5 separate regions of the Mus musculus genome follow, and all the other regions are linked to region 2. Evidence: chromatin contacts called from public Hi-C and HiChIP or PLAC-seq data. All regions are on one chromosome and are shown on one strand. Each heading gives the region's core, a stretch centred on a gene start, on an enhancer-like site or on the middle of the called end of the contact. The rest is flanking DNA. Distances are from core to core; before and after follow the strand shown. Region 1 has its middle 20 kb from the start of Cd300e. Region 2 holds the start of Cd300a (CD300A molecule). Region 3 holds the start of Cd300e (CD300E molecule). Region 4 holds the start of Dnaic2 (dynein, axonemal, intermediate chain 2). Region 5 overlaps Dnaic2 (dynein, axonemal, intermediate chain 2).

Evidence for each region. A called contact is a pair of places that touch in the nucleus more often than the background predicts. HiChIP or PLAC-seq counts read pairs in DNA pulled down with a chosen protein or histone mark.
Region 1: a contact with region 2 is called in a Hi-C map of bone marrow-derived macrophages, with 34 read pairs. The contact joins the enhancer-like site here to the promoter of Cd300a in region 2. A contact is called at or near these places in 3 of 39 promoter capture datasets (the C10 cell line, the HPC-7 cell line and hippocampal neurons), 1 of 484 Hi-C or Micro-C datasets (bone marrow-derived macrophages) and 4 of 115 datasets of contacts at active chromatin or transcription factors (bone marrow-derived macrophages, embryonic stem cells and microglia).
Region 3: a contact with region 2 is called in a Hi-C map of bone marrow-derived macrophages, with 49 read pairs. The contact joins the promoter of Cd300e here to the promoter of Cd300a in region 2. A contact is called at or near these places in 1 of 39 promoter capture datasets (hippocampal neurons), 2 of 484 Hi-C or Micro-C datasets (bone marrow-derived macrophages and nephron progenitors), 6 of 115 datasets of contacts at active chromatin or transcription factors (the HPC-7 cell line, bone marrow-derived macrophages, embryonic stem cells and 1 more) and 5 of 9 other capture datasets (adipose tissue, embryonic stem cells, liver and 2 more).
Region 4: a contact with region 2 is called in an H3K4me3 HiChIP or PLAC-seq map of bone marrow-derived macrophages, with 5 times the contacts expected there. The contact joins the promoter of Dnaic2 here to the promoter of Cd300a in region 2. A contact is called at or near these places in 8 of 39 promoter capture datasets (3T3-L1-derived adipocytes, the C10 cell line, cranial neural crest and 4 more), 1 of 15 datasets of contacts at CTCF or cohesin (large pre-B cells), 9 of 484 Hi-C or Micro-C datasets (bone marrow-derived dendritic cells, bone marrow-derived macrophages, centroblasts and 2 more), 12 of 115 datasets of contacts at active chromatin or transcription factors (bone marrow-derived macrophages, embryonic stem cells, extraembryonic endoderm stem cells and 4 more) and 4 of 9 other capture datasets (adipose tissue, embryonic stem cells, liver and 1 more).
Region 5: a contact with region 2 is called in a Hi-C map of B cells, with 2.0 times the contacts expected there. The contact joins the enhancer-like site here to the promoter of Cd300a in region 2. A contact is called at or near these places in 8 of 39 promoter capture datasets (the 3T3-L1 cell line, 3T3-L1-derived adipocytes, the C10 cell line and 4 more), 6 of 15 datasets of contacts at CTCF or cohesin (CD8 T cells, the NIH/3T3 cell line, embryonic stem cells and 3 more), 64 of 484 Hi-C or Micro-C datasets (the 3T3-L1 cell line, the AML12 cell line, B cells and 39 more), 21 of 115 datasets of contacts at active chromatin or transcription factors (the HPC-7 cell line, astrocytes, bone marrow-derived dendritic cells and 10 more) and 4 of 9 other capture datasets (adipose tissue, embryonic stem cells, liver and 1 more).

The regions. Positions count from the first base shown.
Region 1 is chr11:115,079,529-115,084,380 of GRCm38.p6, reverse strand. No RefSeq gene overlaps it. Among named protein-coding and RNA genes, the nearest start is that of Cd300e, 20 kb to the right of the region's middle. Within about 2 kb of position 3,305, at least 29 of the 459 cell types and tissues checked have an H3K27ac peak or open chromatin away from gene starts, as enhancers often do. A contact at or near this core is called in bone marrow-derived macrophages, where this site is marked.
Region 2 is chr11:114,887,757-114,892,446 of GRCm38.p6, reverse strand. Cd300a (CD300A molecule) reads right to left here and starts at 2,406. Exons shown (of 7, transcript NM_170758.4): 1 at 2,013-2,406. The coding sequence starts at 2,082.
Region 3 is chr11:115,060,380-115,064,864 of GRCm38.p6, reverse strand. It overlaps Cd300e (CD300E molecule), which reads left to right and starts at 2,826. Exons shown (of 4, transcript NM_172050.3): 1 at 2,826-2,880. The coding sequence starts at 2,841.
Region 4 is chr11:114,726,075-114,730,736 of GRCm38.p6, reverse strand. Dnaic2 (dynein, axonemal, intermediate chain 2) reads right to left here and starts at 3,318. Exons shown (of 13, transcript NM_001034878.3): 1 at 2,962-3,318.
Region 5 is chr11:114,742,312-114,747,029 of GRCm38.p6, reverse strand. Dnaic2 (dynein, axonemal, intermediate chain 2) reads right to left here. Exons shown (of 13, transcript NM_001034878.3): 7 at 2,590-2,729; 8 at 1,853-1,975. Among named protein-coding and RNA genes, the nearest start is that of Dnaic2, 17 kb to the right of the region's middle. Within about 2 kb of position 1,734, at least 18 of the 459 cell types and tissues checked have an H3K27ac peak or open chromatin away from gene starts, as enhancers often do. A contact at or near this core is called in B cells, bone marrow-derived macrophages, cerebellum and 3 more, where this site is marked.

The DNA of each region.
Region 1 (4,852 bases), core at 2,056-4,555, 190 kb before region 2:
AGGGAGAGCAGAGAGAGACAGATAGAGGGGGTAGAGAGACAGAGACAGAAAAAGAGAGAGGACAGAGAGAGGGAGGGAGATCAGAGAGAGAGCGACAGAGAGACAGAGAGAGAGAGAGAGTCAGTCACTTAGGTCACTTTCCAGGACACGGGCTGCCACATGGTTATTGTCCCTTGTCTTCCCCCTTAGCACATGCTTTCCAGAGAATCAGGGATGAATAATGAATGAACCATGTACTGTGGCAATCACGTGCCAGGCTCTTTTGCCTGTTTAATGGATCTAACTTAATCTCACTCAGTAACCTGCTGGTAACGATACCATTCCCAGCTCAGAGCTGCATAATGAGACCCGAGGGCAGCAAGTGCCACAAAGTTCACGCAGCGGGCTCATTGGGTCAGCAGCCCCTGAGCCATGCTGGCCCAGGTAGAGCTGCGTTGCCACCGTCCATCCTGCCAGGGCGTTCCTCATGAAGAGTCACAGCTCACACCCAGTTCAGACTGTGAAAGTGTATTCAGAGCTTCTTAGCTCTGCTCCTTAGTTGAAAACTTCCCACCACGGGGACTTTTTCAGGTTCGGCTCGGCTCAGCTCGACTCGGTTTGTAATCCCATCGGAAGGGTCAGGGTCTCAGAGCTAAGAGGGCTCACCACTCCAGAGTGGTACAGGAAGCATCTAATGACTCCATCGTGAGTCACATTTACTTCAACATCCTGACTATGAAGACAGCCCCCTGGCTGGGACTCCAGGAGCCTCTCTGGTCCCTCCACAGTTGGCCCCTCAGCTGTTCCCCCTTTCCCAAGAGTTTCCTCTACATTCAAGGGGTTCCGCCACAGAGTGTGAAGCGCTCCATGACTCACTGCTGCCACCTAGTGGACATTTGTCTTCAGCAGCGTCTCCAGGCAACTTTAATGTTGAGAATGGACAAACTCACAGTCCCTAAGAGAAGGGGATATTCAGAGCACAACAGGATAGCAGGTAAAGTCAAAGCTTACTTACAACCCTTTAGATCCCTCCTGCACCATTCCTTCACTGTGTGGTGGAAGAGCCTGGTCCAAGGACTCAAGTTCTCTTTACTGAGCACATTTTAGCAAACCATTCTACACTACAGTGAATTCGGGTCACAGCCACGTTCTATTTGAAAAAGTTTAGGGCTGGAGAGGTCACTCAGTGGTTAATAGCACATACTGTTCTCAAAAAGGACTTGGGCTCCATTCCCAGCCCACCAGCACTCTAACTCCAGTTCTGGGGGGGGGGGCGGGGAGGGGGTGAGGCCGGCGGGATCTGATGCCTCTGGCATCTTCTGGCACCTGTGTGTATATGCATGCGCCCACCTTCCACACATACACACATATATACATAATTAAAAATAGAACATATCTTAAAAGGTTCTTGTCACAAAGAATTCCAGGTGAGAGAGTTCATAATCCCGCACTGTGTGTGACAAATATTCTAACATCACATTGCTTCCCTATAAACGTATCCTCTAAAAATAAGTCAGGGTCAGAAATACATCTTAGCAAGTAAAAAAAAAGTGCTTAGCAGGTAAAACTCCCAGACGTGGTCCTCTGACTTCCACATGTGCATTGTGGCATGATCCCGCCCCCTGAACACTCCCAAATTAAGTAAAATGTAATAGAAAATGTTAAAGTAAAAATGTGTTTAGTTCAGAGAAGTTGTCTGTGATCGATCACTTTCTGGGATTTTGAATATGCATATTGCCTATTGGGGAGGAATTTGCTCTTTAAGCGTCAGTTTTGACTGTTGATAATAATACAGATGACCCCTCCCTTACACACCCCTCCCCCCAGACCGCAGCAGCTGCCAGGGCACAGGCAAGAGATTCTCTGCAAGGGAGGCATCATGTTTTTGCAGCTCTCTCTTTGTTGAAGTCACACCTCACTTGGCCATGATCCTTTTCCAGCGGCCTCTCCCACCCAGCCTGCCACCTGCTTACAGGGATCTGATTTCAGCCATTTTCCAAAAAGAGACAGAAGGTGCTCCCAGGTCCTCCAGGCTGTCTGTCCCCAGCCCCGAGGTGTACAGTTGAATGAAGACTGGGAGAGGGTAACTCAATCCCTCTATCCAAAGGGTCCGTTTATTAAGTTCTCAGCTCAGTTTTCTTTAAGATGGAACTCGGGGTATAGCGAATCAGACTGGACTATGGTTGAACTAAATTGATATCTGGCTCATTTATCATTCATGAATAAATGACATTCATTCATTCATTCATTCATTCATTCATTCATTCTTCCATCCCAGTGCCACAGGAGCACAGAAGAACCCTAAGGAACCTAGTGGTGAGCTGCTTTAGCCATATGCTCATCCCAATTCGATGATCGCCTGGAGGAACAACCATCTCCCTTCCTTTTTTTATGCACGTGTGCACGCATGATTATTTTGAAACAGGGTCTCTCTGTGTAGCCCTGGCTGTCCTGGAACTTGTTCTGCAGAACAATCTGGGCTCAAACTTACAGAGATCCACCTGCCTCTGCCTCTTGACTCCTAGAATTAAAGGTGTGTACCACCATCACCTAGTTGCTTTTTTTGGTCTTTAATTTCTTATTGTAATAATAATAATAATAATAATGATAATAATAATTTGATGCAGGGTTTCTCTGTGTAGCCCTGGCTGTACTGGAACTCATTTTGTAGACCAGGTTGGCCTCAAACTCAGAGATCCACCTGCCTCTGCCTCCGGAGTGCTAAGATTAAAGGTGTTAAAGTTTTTTAAATTTTATTTATGTGTTTCTGGGGAGAGGTGTGTGCCTGGCACATGTGAGTGCAGATGCCCCTGGAGTCCAGAAGGGGGCGCTTGATCTCCTGGAGCTGGAGTAACGGGCACTCCAGAACTGCCTGACTTGGATGCTGGGAACCAAACTGTTTTCCAGAGTAGCACACACTCTTAGTACCTGGTCTCTTTTCTCTTTTGAAACAGGGTCTCACACTGTAGCCCAGGCTAGCCTCAACTTCATTGCAATCCTCCTGTCTCAGCTTCCCAGGTGATGGGATTACAGGCATGAACGACCATGCTCGGCTTCCTTGGTACTTTGACTTAAAATCACCTCCTAGACTCTCTTGTTTTGCCAATGTTGCTGCAGTTTACGGCTCCAAGGGCTGCTTGGTAGCGTTGAGCTGAACGAATACACCACAAATGCTCATTCATTCTCCCCTCCAAGGACGCATGGCGCCTCCTGGTTTTTGTTTGTTGCAAACAGCACCGCTGTGAACCTTCACACACAAGCTTCCTGTCGTCCACGTATGAGAAGTCCACTTTGTCTCTACATCTGAGAGTCCTTTATTCAAAGCCAGCTGCAAGTGCTGCCACAGTGTGGTAATGATGAAGAACTGCAGGCCCGAGAGATGGCTCAGCAGTTAAGAACATTTGCTACTCTTGCAGACGACCAAGGTTCCAGTGCCTGTGTTGTGCAGCTCACAGCTGCCTGTAACTCTGGCTCCCGGGACCCGAAGCTCTATTCTGGTTTCCACGGGCTCCTGGACACATGTGCGTATACCACTCCCTTACCACATACGTGTATACATACGCATATTTAAGAGCACAATAAATTGGTCCTGGAGAAATGGCTAACTAATTGTGAGTGCTCACAACTCACACACGGGACCTGGGTTCTGTCCTCAGCATTTACATCAGCATCAGGCAGGTTGCAACCCCTGTAACTCTAGTTCCAGGAGACCTGATGCCTTTTTCTGCCCTCTGTGAGCACCTGCAGTATGAACTGCACATAAACTCATGCAGACATAAATATATAAATAAAAATAGATGCTGAAAAAAATAAGATCGGGGGCTGGAGAGTTGGCTCAGCAGTTCAGAACACTGGCTGCTCTTCCAGAGGTCCTGAGTTCATTTCCCAGAAACCACATGGTGGCTCACAACCATCTGTAATGGAATCCAATGCCCTCTTCTGGTGAGTCTGAAGACAGTGACAGTGTACTCATATACATAAAATAAATAAATTAATCTTTAAAAATAGGGGCTGGAGAGATGGCTCAGCAGTTAAGAGCACTAACTGTTCTTCCAGAGGTCCTGAGTTCAATCCTCAGCAACCACATGGTGGCTCACAACCATCTGCAATGGTATCCGATGCCCTCTCCTGGTGTGTCTGAAGACAGTGACAGTATACTCACATACATGAAATAAATAAATATTAAAAATAAAATAAAAAGATAAATCTTTTTAAAAGTTAGTGAGGAGCGACAGCCCTTTCCTTGCAGGACCGTGAAGAATAAATGAGAAGATGCTGCAGAACATGCCAAGTGCTCGGCTCGGCCGTTCGTCTTTATCATTGAGCCCCAGATGCTATTACTGATGTGCTAGGCCCTCCACTGTGTGTGCTGCACTAGAATGCTATACTGGTGCTCTTAGTAAAACTTGTGACTTGCCGGAATTTGGGGACGGAGAATCACTCGTGACAACCACAGATCAAAGCCTTGCCGGGGCATATAGTTGCCACTTGGAGCCTCTCTGTCCAGTGTGGGGTAGGAATTGTATGGTGGCATTAGGATTCCCATGTGGATTAAATGAAATAAACCAGGGCTGATGAGATGGCTTAGTGCAGAAAGATATTTGCCAATTAGCCTGATGAGTTCCTGTCTTGAGGTCCTGCTGTCCTTGTGTCCTGGATGATGGCCTGTAAGCTGTACGATGAACTTAACCCTTTCCTTCCCAGGTTGCTTTTGGCCATGGTGCTTATCAAAGCAACAGAAAACCCTAACTGAGAGAGTGGTTAGACTTCCCCATAGACACCCCCCCCCCCATGGGTCTTTTTGGAAATGCAGACTCCCCAGGCTCTGTGACTTAGAATCTCTTGGGCTTTGACTTGGGGGTTTTCCTTGTCA
Region 2 (4,690 bases), core at 1,157-3,656:
GGAAATGAAAGAGAGCCAGGAGGGAGGTGGAGAAAACATCAGGAAAGGAGCGCTGGATAAGAGACAACAGAAATTCAAGAAAGATGGGGATATTGTCTGGGAGGAGGCCTGACTAACTTGGAAGTTTAGAAAGGAGTAATGATTGCTCAGTATCTGCCTCAAGGCAATTTTAATAAACCTTGGTCTCCCTGTATGGTTATTGGGGAACTAGGAGAGGTTAAGGAATCACGGATGCTGTACTAATTTTATGGATCAATATTAATATAATAATAATTCTACAGTTCTGAACCACTATGTGGGTTCTGAAAACCAAACCCAGGACCTCTGGAAGAGCAGTAAGTGCACTTAACACTGAGCTATCTCTCCATGATTTGTTTTTAATTATGTGTATGTGTGCGTATGTGCACGGGAGCACGGTACCTACAGAGACTAGGAGGAGCACCGAGTCCCACTCATCTTTGCACCCCCGGCTCTGGGGATATGCATGCATAACAAATCCAATTTTCATGTGAATGCTTGAAATCCAAACTCAGGTGCCCACTTTCTCCACTAAGTCATCCCCTGCACCCGACGTGCTTAATAAGTAAACAGCAGTTTCCAGCCCTCCTGTACCTTTCCTGGCTTGCAAGGATGCTCCTCCACCGCCAGTAGATGGTTGGCTTTCTAACTTTCCACCACTTCCCTTAGCAGGGCACTTTAAATCCCCTTAAATCCCAAAGGGGGAAAAATGAAGAAGAAGAAGACAACCCAAATAAATAAAGGGAAAAATAGCCAAGATAATTTTTTTCAAACCTCTGTGAATAAGTGTGTAAACCCAGATGAAACCAGTGTCTTTCTTTCTCTCTTCCTTTCTTTCTCTCTTTCTTGCTTTCTCTCTCTCTCTCTCTCTCTCTCTTTATTTATTTATTTATTTTGAGGCAAGATTTTTTTTCTATGTAACCCTGCCTGGCCTGAAACTTACTATGTAGAATAGGCTGGTCTTAAACTTACAGAGATCTGCCCGCCTTTGCCTCCAGAGTACTGGGATTAGAAATTTTTTCCTTTAGGGGTGTGGCTATTGGCAGGTTGCCTCTGCCCCAGTGGATGACCCCATACCCACGTGCATAGAGCCAGTGCTAATCATTCAATGGTTTTTTTAAAAAATATATAAATAATACTAAGTTGGAGGGAGATGTGTTGAACAGACTTGGGGAATCAGACTTGGGGAGGTCAGATATGGTCAGACTACATTGTTCACATACATGAAATTTTCGAAGAGTAAAGAACCAAAAAAGAAGTCTGTGGGGTGTGGTGGTGCACACCTTTAATCCCAGCATTTTGGAGGCCGAGAAAGGCAGTCTCTGTGAGTTCATAGCCACCCTAGTCCACAGAGTGAGATCCAAGGCTAATCAGTGAGACTTATCCCAAAAAGAAAATGAAAAAAAAAAAACCTTACAAAAAAGAAAGAAAGAAAGAAAGGAAGGGAGGAAGAAAGAAAGAAAGAAAGAAAGAAAGAGAGAGAGAGAAAGAAAGAACAAACAAGGCTACACAGAGAAACCCTGCCTTGAAAACCCAAAAAGGGGGGGGGGGACCCAAGAAGAAAAGAAAGAAAGAGGGAAAGATGGAAGGAAGGAAGAGAAGGAAAGAAAGATAGACAGATTAAATTTTTTCACACACATCCACACCAGCACGTGCCTGTCAGGGCCTCTCAACACAACCACTGTCCACTCATACTGGTACCACCTGCCCTGACCTCCTGTTTTCTATTCTAAACCATCCAAAAATCCTCTGGGCACCCGTCCTGGACAGCCACCAGCCCCCACCGTGTGTTGACTTGTCTCTTGTTCTGACAGCTGTGTGCAGAGGGAGATCCCGGTCCCTTCCCCCCAAGCACGGCCCTTTCTTTGGTCATCCACCTTACATGAAGGACTCAGCTGCCACATTTGGTGTTGTGCACAGAGAGATCCCCATTCCAGTGCCTCACACTGCATCTCCCCGAAGCCCCCCGCCCTCCCGGGCAGACACTACCTCACCTGGAAGCCAAAAAAGCAGCAGCAGCAGCAACAGTGTGGGCAGCCACACAGCTGAGGCCAGTTGGGTCATTTCTCCCACACACGGGTCACCGGCAGGCAGGCCACGGCTGGACGCTCCACGGTTCAGTCCCGCTGGGGGACGGCCAGTCTCTGAGACGCCCACTTCTGCTTTTCTTTGTGTCTAGCTGTTTTGCTTCCGACTTTCCTCAGTTCTGTTCCTGGAGCTACGGGAGAAACTAAAAGAATCGGAAGGAGCCGAGGCGAGCTGATGAACCCCCCGTGAGGCTCTGATCTCATGACTGCCAGGCTGCCATGACAGCCTGATGACCCCTGCTTGCGTCTGGCTCAGGGTGCAGGGCCAGGTTTCATTCTGACTGGCACCCAGTCACTCCTCCTTTCCTTGTGGGAAGAATGGCAGCCTTGTGGAGAGGAAGACCTGCTAGCCCTGCCTGGGTGGTGCCCACTATGAAGCCTTCCTGGGAGCTCTAGGCCTGGACCCCCAAAAATTCCTGAAGGGTTTCTGGTGTTGGAAAATGTGTCTTCCATTTGACCAGGGGCTCTCCAGGCTGCGACCTTCTTTCTTGTGTAGCCCCATTGAACTTGAGCAAGGACCCAGACAACTTGCAGATCTCCCTCTTTCTCTGGTCCACGGAGACACCAAACATGTACACAGGGGTCCTGTGAACCCTTCCAGCTCGTACAGAATGGCACGAAAGCCCAGGAAACTCTGACCTTATTGTAAAACAGGTCACCCAATAGCTAGCTATTATACTATATTAATCATATAATAATAGTAGTTATTAAAGCCGCAGGCAGCCCTATGCCAATGATGAGGTCCCGAGAGCGCCCTCCCTTCCAGATCCTCCTCAGCATCTCACGCTTTCCTCCTCTTGCTACAAATGTGCCCTCGAAGATACCTGCTAGTTACACTGCTAGACGGGTGGAAGACAACGCTTCAGGATCCTGAAGAAATTTCTCTGATGGCCAGGTACGGGGACATACCCCTATTATACAACTATTCTGGAGACTGAGTCAGGAGCATTGCTGGAACCCACAAGTCTGGAGAGACTGTTTCAACAACAAGAAAACACACCACTCTTTGATAGTAATAGCATCATATGTCAACTAAAGATCAGTATGGAACTTTGTGTTCTAGATACTTGGCTTGGTCAGTGTTTCTTTGCTGTGAAGAGACACCATGACCACAGCAAGTGTTATCTATAAAAAGCATTTAAGTGGGGCTGACTTACAGTGTCACAGGTCTAGTCCATTGTCATCACCACAGGAAGCATGGTGGCCTGGAGGCAGACATGGTGCCGGAGAACGAGCTATGAGTTCTACATCCAGATCAGCAGGCAGCAGGAAGAGAGACACTGACTGGGACTCAAAGCCCACTCCCCCAGAGAAAATTTCCTTCAAGAAGGCCACACCTCCTGATCCTTTCAAAGAATGCCACGCCCTGGTGACCAAGTATTCATAACGATGATCCTATGGGAGTCATTCTCATTCAAGCCACCACAGTACTTCTAAAATTAAAAACAAACTAACAGGGCTGGAGAGATGGCTCAGAGGTTAGGAGCACTGACTGCTCTTCCAGACGTCCTGAGTTCAAATCCCAGCAACCACATGGTGGCTCACAACCATGTGTAATGGGATCCGATGCCCTCTTCTAGTGTGTCTGAAGACAGTGACTGTGTACTCAAATAAATAAAATCAATAAATCTTTAAAAACAAACAAACAAACATTAAACTGTACATGGTGGTACATGCCTTTAATTCCAGCACTTGGGAGGCAGAGGCAGGAGGATTTCTGTGAAGCCAGCCTGCTCTACTTAGTGGATTTCCAGATAACCAGAGCTACATAATGTGACCCTATATCAAAAAAAAAAAAAAAAAGGAAAGGAAAGGAGAAGGAGAAGGAGAAGGAGAAGGAGAAGGAGAAGGAGAAGGAGAAGGAGAAGGAGAAGGAGAAGGAGAAGGAGAAGGAGAAGGAGAAGGAGAAGGAGAAGAAGAAGAAGAAGAAGAAGAAGAAGAAGAAGAAGAAGAAGAAGAAGAAGAAGAAGAAGAAGAAGAAGAAATAAACATTTGTATGTATGTGTATGTGTGTGCCTGCGGATGGTTATTTTGTTGTTCTGTTCAGATTTGTTCTGTTTAGCTTACACTTCCAGGTCACAATCCATCACTGAGGGAAGTCAGGGTAGGAACTGAAGCAGAAACCATGGGAAAACCCTGCATACTGACTGGTTCCCAGGCTTACAATCAGCTAGCTAGCTCATAGAGCTCGAGGCCACCTGTCCAGGGATGGTACCATTGACAAACGGATGGCCTCCCACATCAATCAAAACCAAGATAATTCCTCACAGACATGGCTGTCTGCCAACTGTATCTGGGCAATCCCCAGTTGTGACCCCCTCAGATGAACACTCTGGGGATGGGTCAAGCTGATATCTTGACGCTAACTTGGACACTTTGACTATTGATCTTGTACATGAACACTTAGGAAAAGAGTCATATTTTATGGCTTACATAGCCTGCTCACTGTAAGATTCACAGAAATGTGGTTTGTTTGTTTGTTTTTTATCCCCTAGATGTCCTGTGATGTAAATGGTACTGCTGTGGGCTTGAACACCCAGACTAGACAGAGAACAAGGAGGCAAGTCTCTCATGTGGCTGGGTTG
Region 3 (4,485 bases), core at 1,577-4,076, 170 kb before region 2:
TTGTTTGTTTTTAAACATTCATTTGTTTTTATTCATGTGTATGAGCGGTTTGCCTCAAGGTATATATGTGCATTCTATTCATGCTGGGACCCAGAGAGGCCAGAAGCCCTTGGAACTGAATTATGGGCTGCCCTGTGGGGCTGGGAACTGTGTCCTTGTCCTCTGGAAGAGCAACAACTGCTCTTAGTTGCTGAGGACTTTCTCGTCCCTGGCTTGACTTTCTGGTTGCAAAGACCTGAAGTCTCCCAGCTGTCTAGTTCCAAGGAGTCCACTGACCTCTTCAGGCACCAGGCTTGCATGTAGTGCACAGACAAGAATTCAGGTAGACACTTCCACACGTCAAAATAAAAAAGGAATAAACCCCCTAAAAAGAGAATTATCATTATTCATTTGTAAGAGTGAAGTTGTCTGTGTCCGTGCCCATGCCCATGTAGGCAACTGTAAATGAGTCTGGACAAATAAAATAGGGGCGGGGTGTGACCTGTTGAGAAGAAAAAATGGATTTAGTGGGAGTGGGAAGAGGTAGAGAGAGGATAATACAAGTGAAAATAAAATGCAGCACATACAGGAGAAATTGCCAAAGAATAATAAATAATAAGCAACACCGTCAACAAAAGATTGTCCTGATTATTCTGCTCCACAGATGAAGGAACTGGAGCGAAGAAAGATTTCCCAACATGTTCCAGGGCTCACTGTCAGCTTATGATGGAAATGGGTGAGGGCTGGCTCAATGGTTAAAGGAGCTTGCTGCCAAGCTTGACAACCCGAGTTTGATCCTCCAGCCCTATATGGTAGAAGGAGAGACCTGATCCCTACAAGTTGTCCTCCAATGTCCCCACAAGCACCTTGGCTTGTGTGTACACAACACAGTGGATACACAGATAATGTTGCAAATAGATAGTAACGGGTTTGAGTTCCATGACCCTGGAATCTACACCTTGGATGGTGACCTTGACTCTGAAGGAAAACAACACCAGTTGATTACTGGGTAGAGCTTGACCACAGGAAGTTAATCGCTGAGTCTGGAGGGATGTTGGGACACTGGGTTGCAAGAGGGGTCTTGCAGCAGACCCTCTGGGTCCCTGTGTCTGCGTGGAATGGGTCTCTCGGGCAGGTGGGCAAAGCGTCGGATGAATAGACAAACAGATGCACACAGGAGAGATTGTGTTGGATCTGAATGTATTGTCAGGTCGAGCATCAGACTTTTTTATATTACAGAGAATACCAGGGGTTGCAAGTCACATCAGGCAAGGTACATTGAAATTTACCAGATACAAGGGAATGACTGCGAAAGGAATTGCAGGAACCAAATAAATGTTTACAATAGAGATTAGCAGCCCTGCCTAGGTGACAGGCAAGAATTTCACACTTTAGTGTTAATAGCACCAGGGGTTTTTTACTCTTGGCAGGCCTCAAGAATAATGTAGTGTCACGGACCCCTAAATTCCTAGGCCTTGCTAATTCTTATCTTGTCTGGAGAATCTCCATTTGTCAGGAGAGTAAATCAACTTGCTATAGGTATGGAATGTAGCCTGTACTAAAGATTTCTATCTCAGTGAGATTCCCAGGCTCTTTCTGTGACCAGTTGAGCCACTGGCTCTGTCTTATTGTAATGCTTAATTAGTTACTGAATAGGTTAAACTTCCTTGCTGCTTTCTGGGATGTTGGAACACTGGGTTTAGCTATGTCAGAATTCAATCTTAAAAGGCACTTATAATAGGGTAATACTAACAGAGAGCACGTGGATCCATACACTAGACTAACGCGGGAATGGAATATTAATGTATTCTTGCGTGCACCCAACTGGCCACGAAGAACAACGCTGCCACAGGATCCTTCTGCACACGTTTATTCAGTCCCGTTTCTTCTTGTTTATATCTCCCTTTGTTTATATCTCCCTTGTTTATATCTCCCTTGTTTATATCTCCCTTGTTTATATCTCCCTTGTTTATATCTCCCTTGTTTATATCTCCCTTGAACTCTGGGTCTCTCACTCTTTTATACTCTCAGTTCCCATCCACGCACAGCAGGCCACGCCACCTCACCAGGCACGCAGCTTCAGCTAATCAGGGCAGCAGGGGCATATCTCCATCAAAATGGATTCACCAGTATCCTGGTACACCTGCGCAGCTCTCAAGATGTTTGTGGCTTATATGAGGAAGTCAGGTGCAAGTCATACGACTTAGCTGCAGTCCCTGGCGCCTTTGGGACTGCCGCCACACCCGCTCCTCACAATGTATGGGTTAGAGAGGTTAGAGAGAACGCCAGACTCCAGGAGGAGAGCTTCCTTGAAACTCTTTTTTCCTCATGAGCAGCTTTTAGGCATCCCTGCCTGACAGGCTGACTCCACCGGAGTGCCGTGGCAGAGTCCTGAGATCAACTGGGCAGAAACAATGGTTGAGAAAGACAAAGAGGACCCCCTCATCTCTGCTCTTTGAATGGGGGGCACTTATGATCCCAAAGTCAGTAGCCATAGCAGAGGGAAGCAGTGGGGATCAGGCAGGTGTACTAGACAGGAAAGGGAGCTGGAGAAACAAGGGCTGAAGCTATTGCACACAGCAACTGGCTTTCCTGAAGCGTCAGGCTGTGACAAACGTGCTTTTATTGAGTGCAGGCCCGTGCAATGGATCTGCTCCGTTCATTCTCTGAAGCGATTCTCACTCATCTTCCTTTTTTTTTTGTTAAAGTAGGAAGTAGCTCAGAGTGCAAAGGAAGCAGATAAGAAAAAACACATGGAGAGAACTTGAACAAGAAGGTGGTTGCCTGGGCTCTGTTACACACATCTGGATTCCAGCAGCGACCTGGAGTTTTCTGGAGACAGCACCCAGTGAGGCAGGAGGATGAGGCTATGTGCAGGTCTGCTCCTTCTCTGCTTCCAAGGTGAGTAGGGAGGTGGATCTGTAAACCTAATTTTGCAGGGGGGAGGGGGGTAGAGTCGGAGTCCTGGGTTCAAGCCAGAATCCAGATGTCAGAAGTGGGGGTGGGGCCTAGGGGCAGGGGGAACATACATGCATTCACCCATCTCTTTATCTATCAGTGTAGTCCAGCATCCATCTATGGGTCCTACAAACCATTACTAAGCACCAACTGCAACCCTGGACTGTTCTAAATGTTGTAACTATAAAGTAACTTCCCCCAGTCAAGGGGAATCCTATTTGAATGAGGGAGTCAAATGATTATGCTACAGGATAAGTCTTGTTACAATACAGACCGATCCTGTAGATATCAACTACAGCAGGGGCTCCTCGCTCTGCCCTCAGAGGGATGGAGGCTTCATCGAGTCTTCACAGAAGTCAGTCTTGAAGGATGGACCAGCCAGTGGAGCAGAAAAGCAATGATTTATGCTAAAGTGTAGATAGAGATCTTAAAGACCGTGGAGCGTGCAGAAGTCAGCAGTGACCTTGTTTTTGCTGAAGTTTAAAGAGGTTAGAAGTGTTTGTAAGGAATAAAGAGTAGCCAGTTGTGACAGTGGGTGCCTGTAACCACAGCATGCAGGAGGCTGAGGCAGGAGGTTGTAGGCTTGCCTCAGCTACATAGTGAGATCTTGCCAAAAAAAAAATCTGTAAAAGATACTTCGGCCAAGTATGGTCGTGCATGACTTTAATCCCAGTACTTGGGAGATAGATGCAGGTGGATCTCTGTGAGTTCGAGGCCAGCCTGGTCTATATAATGAGACCCCTGTCTCAAAAAAAAAAAAAAAAAAGGGAGAACACATTTTCTTTCCAGGAACTGTTTAGGATGAAAATTCGAGGGTATTTCTTTGCAGGTGACTTTTTATGTTTTTGTTGTTGTTGTTGTTGCTGTTGCTGTTGCTGTTGCTGTTGCTGTTGCTGTTGCTGCTGGACCCTCATAGAACATAAAAGCTACCCCATGTCTACCTGCATTTTTTTCTTCAGTGGTGGTTAGGGCTTAAAGGAAGAGGCCAGCTGAGTGACTCTGTCCACACGTAGTTTTCTTTTTCCTTTTTATGATGTAAGCGTGTGGTATGTGTGGTGGTGGGTGGTGATGTGAGGTCAGAGGCCAGTTTTGTAGAGTCAGCTCTCTTCTTCCACCTTTAGGGTGAGTCTAGGGACCTAACTATGACAACCGGGTTTGCGCAGCAAGCGCCCACTGAGCCATCTTGATGGCCCCCAAACAGCTTTCTTCTGAGTGAAGTGAGAGGAGCCTGGAGCATCTCCCAGCAGCCCCCTCAGCGCCTTCATGATCTAGGTCATCATAGGAAGCTGAAGGGCTCTCAGCAAAATAGCTAAATAGTTCCAAGCCAGCTTTGGCTACATGAGAGCCTGGCTCAAAACAACAAACAAACAAAAACAAGATAAAATCTAGATCTTTAGGCATTCATTGTATTATACTTAGAGGCTTGAGTTGCCTTGACTAAAGGTGATGATGAGGATGATGACGACGACGATGACCATGATGATGATGTAGTGATGGTGAAGACGATGGTGGTAGTAGCGATGGTAATGATGTTAGCGGTAAAGATGG
Region 4 (4,662 bases), core at 2,069-4,568, 160 kb after region 2:
CTGCTCTTGCATAGAGGAGTTTGGTTCCCAGCACCCACGTGGCAGCTCTCAACTGTCTGTAACTCCAGTTCCAGCTGATCTGATGCCATCTTCTGGCCTCTGAGGGTACCAGACATACATGCAGGTAAAACATTCATACACATAAGAGAAACATTTTAAGAATATTAAGAACCTTTTTTTTTAAATGAAAAGATCCCATTTCAAAGACAGACAGACAGACACACATACAGAAAGGGAAGAGAGGGAAGACAGCCAGTTGAACCCAAGTACGAGCTAGACACAGTGGTGTCTATAATCTCAGCATTGAAGAAGCAGAGGCAGGAGGATCACTGCAAGTTCTAGGCCGGCCTCATCCACAGAATGAGTGTCAGACTAATCAGAGCTACACGGTGAAACCTGAACTCAAAAAAAAATTTTTTTTAAACAGTCAATCAATCAATCAATAATCAATCAGTCAATCAAACCACGAGTAATGAAGGCAATGATTCCTGATACAAAGAGTCATGTGATCAATAGGAATAAACTTGCAGTCAATCAAACCACGAGTAATGAAGGCAGTGATTCCTGATGCAAAGAGTCATGTGATCAATGGGAATAAACTTGCAGGGCAGGCTTATGGTCAGCTGATCTCGGACAAACCACCAAGGGGTGCAGCAGGGAGGGAGGGACTCTTCAGCAGGTGGCGCTGGGATCACTGGGTATCCCAAGGCTCCATGGCCATAAGGAGTCTGAGCCATGGCTCCACCCACTGAGTCCTAAGGCTGAAGGGCTGAGAGCTGAGTGTATCCATCAAGAAGCAGGTGGGGGGGGGGGGAACAGCTGGAACAGCGGTGATTGAGAAGGGGGGAGGTGAGGTTAACTCCCCAGGCATCCATACATTGTTCCTTCAAGGCAGCATGACCTGCTAGGCATGGCTATTGATGCCTGTAATCCCAGGCCTTGGGAGGTAGAGGCAAAAAGACTGAGATAAGTTAAGGCTAGCTCCATCTACATAGTTTGAGACTAGATTGAGCTACAGAAGACCCTGTCTCAAAAATAACAAAAAACAAAACAAAAAACCAAAAACAATAAAAGCATGCTTCCAGCCATCCCCCAAGCCAACCCAAATCATACGTGTTTAGAAAGTCTCCCTTATGGTTGGGAGAGATGGCTCAGAGAGCAGAGGGGTTGGCAAAGAAGCAGTCTGCATAAGGGTGCCCCACCCCCACCCCCCCGTGTCTTCATTCTGTATGGACAGAATTGAGGCCTTGGAAGAAAGAATGTAAAGTCGATTAAGTTCTCTCTGTCTTCCACCACAGACCTGGCAGTTGGATGCAGGCAATTAGGGGCTGTCTCTCTCCATCTCCAATTGCTGTGGTACAGCTGGCTCCCAAGGACACAGGGACACTTAAGAGAATGAGAAAATTCCGGAAAGAAAAACACCAGCCTCCTCAGTCCCGCTCCGATTCTAACAGCTCTGCTTTCTTACTTGGTGTTTCCCGAGGCCAAGCCCTCGTGGAGAACGGAGGCATTGTCTTGTGTCTGGAGGCAGACAGAGGGGACATTTAAAGGCTAGCCTGGTGACAAGAAGACAGCATACTCAAAGCCCCAGAGCAGGCTCTTTTCTCACAAGCTAACAGGGTGCAAAGATAAATGGCTAGGTCAGCCAAGAGTGTCAGAGTGCTCTTTCTCCTCTTTTGGAAGACAAATGCTCCAGGGTGAGGCTTCCCCAAAGAGGGTCTGAGCAGGGTGTCTTCAAGGGGACATCAGGAGTATTGTTGCTTGGGAGTTTCAGGGGAACATTGCCCCCGTGGGAACCTTCCAGAAGCATGCAGTATCATAATCTCTCTCTCTCTCTCTCTCTCTCTCTCTCTCTCTCTTTCTCTTCCTCTTCCTCCTCCCTCTTACACACACACACACACACACACACACACACACACACACACAGAGCTAAATATGGACTCTTAGAACCTTACACATATCAGCCAGTGCTCTACCATTGAGCTACACCCAGCCCCACTGAGTCTCAAATCCAGGGTCACAAAGAACCGCTATACCCTGGTCCAAACACCAAAACATGTGATCATTTCCTGCACCCTAGCCCAACAGAAACAACAAGACTTGCCTCAGGCGAGGATAATGAGCAAAGTCGTTCCTAGAGAGAACCCCTTGTGGTTGAGCGGAAAGCATGGTACACAGCTGGGAGGAAGGGCCAGGAAATAGCAGGCAACAGAGGTGTCAGTATGGGAAGGGGGCCAGGAGGAGGGTCACCCTTTGTCCCTTGTGTGCCTGGAATTGTAGAGCCGTGCTTGAGTGAGGAATACAGATGGAAGGGCTCCTGTGTCTTTCCAATGTCTTTGTGAACCTTCTGGACAAGGTTAGGAAAATGGTCTCCTGACCCTAAATGTAGATGAAAGGCCAACTCCCAGATGGAGGGGCAAAAGAAAAGGTGCATTTACATACAGTACCTGTGCTCAGTCCACAAGACTCTTGTGATCTCCCATTTTACGCCCTCCATTTTATTTTTCTTAATTTCACTTTATTTTTAATCGTGTGTGTGTGTGTGTGTGTGTGTGTGTGTGTGTGTGTGTGTGTGTGTGTGTAAGTGCACACAAGTGCAGGTGGGGTGGAAGCCAGAAGTGCCAAATCCCCTGGAGTTGGAGTTTCAGGGGTTGTGAGTCACCTGATGTGGGTGCTGGAAATCAAACTCCCGGTTCTTTGCAAGAGCGCACTCACTCTTAGCAGCTGAGACAGTCCTCCAGCCCCCTCTCTTAGTCTTTGAGACAGGCTCTCACTCTGAGTCCACTGGCCTAGAGCGCACTGAGTAGTCTAGGTTGCTCTCTGACTCTTGGTAATCCTCCTGCATCAGTTTACAGGAGTGCAGGGTTTACCGGCCTATCCCTATCCCCCTCCCTACGTTTAACTGAAAGCTCTCTTCTTAACAACCCATCCTTCCTGGGCTTGAAATTTTGTTCCATTCACCTGAAAGCCAGAAAGAGGTCCCGCCCACTCCGGGTCACAGCCCGGGTCAGGGCCTGGTGGAGAAGTGCAGAAGGCAAGGTGCTTGGAGGCTGAGGAGGTCCTGGAGCTTGAAGAATATTCAGGGCAGCGAGGATTAATGCAGCAGAATGAGCTGATTCCAGCACCTGACAGTTCTCCGAGATTTCTTGCACTGTTGGTGATTATTACCCTCGAGAGCTTTTCCCTCTTTTTGCCAGGTCTTCTTTCGGGCTTGGACGTCCTCTAGGACGCCCGCCCCTTATCCTGGCTCACCTCCTGCCACACAGCCCAGGAGAAGCGCCCAAGACCAGTCCCAGCTCCAGCGCAGCTTAAACGGCTGGGAGCTGCGGAGTTTACCAGTTGCCTAGCAACCCTGGCCGGGCCGAGACGCCGGCAGTTCGGAAGGCGATCTGGAGCACGTGACTCTGGTCCCGCTAGTCGGAAGCACCCCCTTCTCTCCTTCCTTCTCTGGAGGAGGTCTGCGGAAGAGGTGGAGGAAAGTTAACCAAAGCTTTGCCAAAATGCCTACCCAAGTCTACAGTCTATACCCAGCAAAGTCCCTCCCCCACTCCCGTATCCCCCGAAAACGCAATCAAAGTGACCAGAGCGTGGGAAGCCCCGCACCTGGGTCAGTTCGGATCATGTCTGATTTGTCACTGCTACAATGTCCGGGTCTCTTCTGTTAACGTATCCCTTGCACCACCACCCTTCTGAATTCATCTCTGGAATGGAAATTCCTTGAGGGTCAGGCTCAATGCATGCAAGCATGGCTTAGCTATGCGGCTGGCACGTTGTAAATATGGTTTCATTGCATGAATGAATGAGCTAGCTGATGGACACATGAATGACACAAAGAGAGATGTGTTTCTCATGAGCTTGAGGCAAGGAAGTGAGAAAATGTGGGAGGGATTGATGGACAGGCTGAGTACAAGGCACTTTGTTGGGTAAGCCTGACAAGCAGAGTTCACATCCTAGAACCCACATAAAAATGGGGGAAAAAATGGATTCCACAAAGTTGTCCTCTGATCTGTGTCATGTAGCACACCCACAATCATCATCATCATCAATAATTTAAAAAGAATTAAAGAAGGGAGGTAGAGTCCTATATCTAGGACTGGTGAGATGGCTCAGTAGAGAAAGGGGCTTGCTACCACTTCTATGACCTAGGGTTGAGCCCCAGACACACATGGTGAAGGAGAGAACTGAATTCTCTAAGTTGTCCTCTGACCTCCATACTTGTGCTATGTAAGACACACACAAACACACACATACACAATATGATTTTTAAAAAAAGATTTATTTATTTATTTAGTACCGTGTTCTGTCAGCATGCCAGAAGAGGGTACCAAGATTCCATTACAGATGGTTGTGAGCCACCATGTGGTTGCTGGGAATTGACCTCAGGACCTCTGGAAGCACAGTCAGTGTATTTAACCTCTGAGCCATCTCTCCAGCCCACAATATAATTTTTTAAAGAGAAAGAAAACTACAGAACCGTATATACTTTCCCAGAGGTGTTCCTTAAGAGCATTTGGGACCCGAGGTTGGTTCTTTATTTATCATGGGATTTTAGCAAGGCACTCTCTCTGCCATCCCCTGTGAGGTTTGAATGAGATCACCCTCATAGCTCATATATTTGTATGCTTAGTTCCCAGATGGACAAGCTTTTTGGAAAAGATTAGA
Region 5 (4,718 bases), core at 485-2,984, 140 kb after region 2:
AAACCTCGAGGTTTGTTTCATTCATAGCCTAGGGGTGTGGCTTAGTGTTGAAAGGTTGACCCCAGGTTCAGTATTCAGTAACAAGAGAGAAGCACACAGAGACAGAGATAGAGACAGAGACAGAAAGAGAGAGAGACAGAGAGAGAGGAGAGAGAGAGAGAATACTGAGCTACTAAGGCTGGGTATGAAGTAAAAAGACCAAATTTGGGGGGCCCTGAGAAGCAAGCCATTAGGCCAGCCACGGTGTACCTATAAATGGTCGAGGAAGAGCCCCCTGCCTGCTTGCCTCAGACATATGGGGTAGGCACAGAATCAGAGCTTGGGGCTCAAGTCCCAGCTTTGCCAAGTGCCAGGGCCCTCAGCTTACTGTCACCAGGACTCTTCTCGTTTGTGGGGAGGCAGGGACAAAACCCCGGCCTAACAGGAGCATGGCAGCTGCCGACATCTGGCAAAGGCTGTGTACTCACGGACCTTTGTGTACTCACGGACCATTGTGGAGAAGAGGGGACATTACATTCAGCACGTGGCCTAGAAATCGCAGCATCAGGGCACAATGTCTTCTTGAACGCCCCCAGATAAGCCCTGAGTTCGGGGTGAGTGGCTGCCTTCCCACTCATCATTCCAGCAAGTGAATTCTGGCCTGTGGCTGGGGATGCTGGAGGCAGGTGTGAGGGCAGAGCCTCCCCAGGTCCTACGCATGATGTGACCATGAACCAAATAAGTGACACTGCCAAGGACATAGGAGTGGGGCCACCAAGCTTGAGCCTCAGCTATTTAGAGGAGGGACCAGCCTAAGCCACGACCCATCTGCAAAGAGATTTTCTTGCCTTGATTTGGGGAGAGCGTCCATTTTCTGCTTCTGACGCACTCTTGAGACTGCTCTGATAAACTCTAAGCTTATTTTATTTTTATAGGTCTTTGCTTTTGTATGTTTGAGACATGGTCTTGCTATGTACTCCTGGCTGGCCTGGAATTCTCTGTGATCTCAGCCGGTTTTGAATTTTCAGTGATTTTTCTGCTTCTGGCTTCAATTTTGAGTTAATAAATTTTTATTTATTATCAACATCATCATGATCATCATAACCCCCTTGTGTCCCCCCCGTGTGTGTGTGTGTGTCCATGAATACTATGACATACTATATATAAGTAGAAGTCAGAGGACAATTTCCCGGAGTCAGTTTCCTTCCATAGCTCCATCCAGGAATTAAACTCAGGTCAAATTTGTGTACAAATACAAAGGCTCTCTCTGGCTTCTTGTTTTCTGTTTTGTTGTTTGTTTTGACTTAAAAAAAAAACAACAACAACCAAACAAAACAGGACCTCAAACTTGTTACATATGACTTTGAACTCCTGATCTCCCTGCCTCCAGCTCAGATATGCTGGGATTACAGGCCTGCATCTGCGTTCCTGGCTTTGGGAGTTTCTTTATCATTCCCTGTCTGTTGAGACTTGGTTCTAACGGGGTCTGTGCTCTGCTTTTCCACCTGGCTCCTCTGATCTTCTTTCCTTCCTCAATTCCCGTTTATTTCCCTCCCCCTGCACCCCCCCCCCTCCCGAGGAAGGGAAGTGACCAGCCTAGGGCCTCAACTGAAGCCAAAGCAGTGAGGACATTGGTTCTGGGCAGGATCTTCCCCTAAAACTGGGCTTCTCTGGTTTTAAAGCTCCCCTCTGCTCAGAAGGGCGGGCCTCAAGCTGGTGTCAACGGCAGCCTTCCTGGAGGTGCTCTGCTGCCCCCTGCTGGAAGATCGCGGTAAAGCCTTCACAAGGAGTAAGGTTGCCCGGCAAGGTGCCATGCCTGCTGTCCGTAGCCCAAGCAAGCGAGGTTGAGGAAGGGAGAACAAAAAACACCCACCAAGGTAGACTCGAACTCCAAGGAGATGGCGCCCAGGGCGTTCTCCAGCTGCTCCTTTCTGGAAATGTCCATAATGACAACTTCGATGGGCTCGCTGATCTTGCGGATGTCCCACCACATGACCTGGCAGGGAAGGGCGATTGAGACTGTGAAGACCCTGCCTTTTTCTTTCCTTTCTTTCCTTCCTTCCTTCCTTCCTTCCTTCCTTCCTTCCTTCCTTCCTTCCTTCCTTCCTTCCTTCCTTCCTTCCTTTCTCTCTCTCTCTCTCTCTTTCTCTCTTTCTTTCTTTCTTTCTTTTCTTCCTTCCTTTTTTTTTTTTTTGTTGTTGTTTAAGAAAGAGGGGGCTGCCGGGCAGTGGTAGCGCACGCCTTTAATCCCAGCACTTGGGAGGCAGAGGCAGGCAAGATTTCTGAGTTCCAGGCCAGCCTGGTCTACACAGTGAGTTCCAGGACAGCCAGGACTACACAGAGAAACCCTGTCTCAAAAACAAACAAACAAACAAACAAACACAAGAAAGAGGGGGCTGGAGTGTACAGCTCAGTGGTAGAACCCTCCCTCCCCCCCCCCCCCCCATGCATGAAGCCCCGGGTTCCAGCTCCAGCACTGCACAATACAATACAATACAATACAATACAATACAATACAAAGTACTGGAAGGCAGAACATAAGGCAGTGGTCTCTGGACGGCCCCTCCCCTCCCCTCCCTCTCCTCCTCTCCAGGGTCTGCCGAATGGTACCTGCCCATCAGTGGATGCTGAGAAGCACTCAGTGCCTGTCTTTGACTGCAGCCAGATGGTGCCATACACTGGGTCTCGGTGGCTGAACTCGATGGTGGACAGCTCTGCCACCAGGCTGCCCTTCCGGGTATCCCAGCAGGCTGACGGGAGAAAACCAGACTGTGAACTCAAGGTCCCAGAAACACAAACCGATCAAACCTGTATTAAAGGTTTGTGACTGGGGAGAGTTGACACCCTGAGTTGGAGGCTAGCCTGGTCTACATAGTGAGTTCCAGGCCAGCCAGGGCTACATAGTGAGACCCTGTCTCAAAATACACAAAAATAGGAAACGAGAAGAGAGTCATCAGATAACACGTGTGAGACCTGAGACTGGTTTCCAAATGTTCTAACCTACCTGCCTGTTATTCTTACCACCAATATTTGGCCATGGGAGGTGGGTAGGCATTCATTTGATTTGTTTGGGATTCTTGAGACAAGGTCTCATGTAGCCCAGGCTAGCCTCCAACTTGCTATATAGCTAAGGATGGCCTTGAACTACTAACTCTCCAGCTTCCACCTCCAAGGTGCTGGGTTTATAGACTTGTGCTACATTTATGGCTCTACCTTACTACCTGAAAGGCCCTTGGTTAGTGGTTTTCTTTTGTGCTACTTTAAGAACTTTGTGAAACTGTTTGCAGGTTGGAACTTAGTGTCTGGGGTAAATTGTCCAAGCTTCTGGATCCTGGACATCCATATTGACTCTAGAATCAGCTCTCTCTCATTTCCCTTTGAGATGAGAGCTGTGTTTGGGGGTGGGTGCTCAAGTGTCTGTGAAGGAGGCACGGTTTCTCATCTGGAAAAGGAGTCGAGTTGGAGGGGACAACGCTTCCAAGTTTGGAAATCATCCGGATTTTTAGAATCAGGGCTACGTTCAAACCACCCTATATTTTCTACCATACGATCTACTGCAAAGACTCCTGGGCTGCAGGCTCCACGTGCTCCACCGTGCCCAGCAACACCCCACACCCTGGTGAAACGCATGGGCCCAGGCTCAGTATCGGGAGAGGCAGGAGTGAGGGCAGGAGGTGGAGAGGCTGCTCTGGTCGGGGAAGGTCTGAAGGGAAAGTGGCTGGGAACTAAGGTTGAAGGCAGAGCTAGCCAAGCAAAAGGGGTGAGCCAGGATCTAAGACAGGGGAATCACAGGCCCAGGTCCTCCCAGGCAAGGTCACGCACCGGCAGCTCTCCTTGCTGTATGAGCATGCTGCTGTAAGCAACTCTCGGAGGGGCAGCTGGAAAGGTAACTCAGTGGGTTAAACTTCTTGTCATCCAGCCAGACGACCTGGGTTTGATTCCTAAAACCTACCTGATAGCTCCCAACCATCTGTAAGTCCACTTCCCACGGACCCTGTACCTTTAACTAGACACACATAATGTGGTGCACATATACACGCAGGTACGCTCATGCACAAAATAAGATAAATAAGTCTAAAATTAGAATAGCAATGCTAATTTTTATTAGAATTGTATTATTTATATTATTATATAAATAATATATATTATTTATGTGCTAATTTTATTATTTTTATTTACTAATTTATTCTCTTTTTAGAGAGCCAGTGAGAAGTTCCATCGGGTAAGGGTGCCTCTCACAGCCTGACAACCTGAGTTTAACCCCTGAGATCCACATGGTAATAAAGAACCAACTCCTCCTTCAAGTTGTCCTCTGACCTCTATGTGCTCGCTGTGCTATGTGTGTGTGTGTGTGTATACATATATATATATATATATATATATATATATATATATATACACATATATATGTATATATATGTATGTATATATATGTATATATATATGTGTGTGTGTGTGTATATATATATATATATATATATATATATATATATATATATGTATATATATACATATATATATACCCTCCCATACAATACATTTTTAAAATGTGAATTAAAAATAAAAAAGAGGGCGGGAGAGATGGAGTATCAGTTCAGAACCCTCGCTACCCTTCAGAGGGCTAGAGTTCTGTTCCCAGCACCCACCCTGGGTGGCTCAGAGCTCCCTGTAACTCCAGCTGCCGAAGATACCCACACACAGACAAACCACATGTATGACATTTTAATGATAGAGTAAAG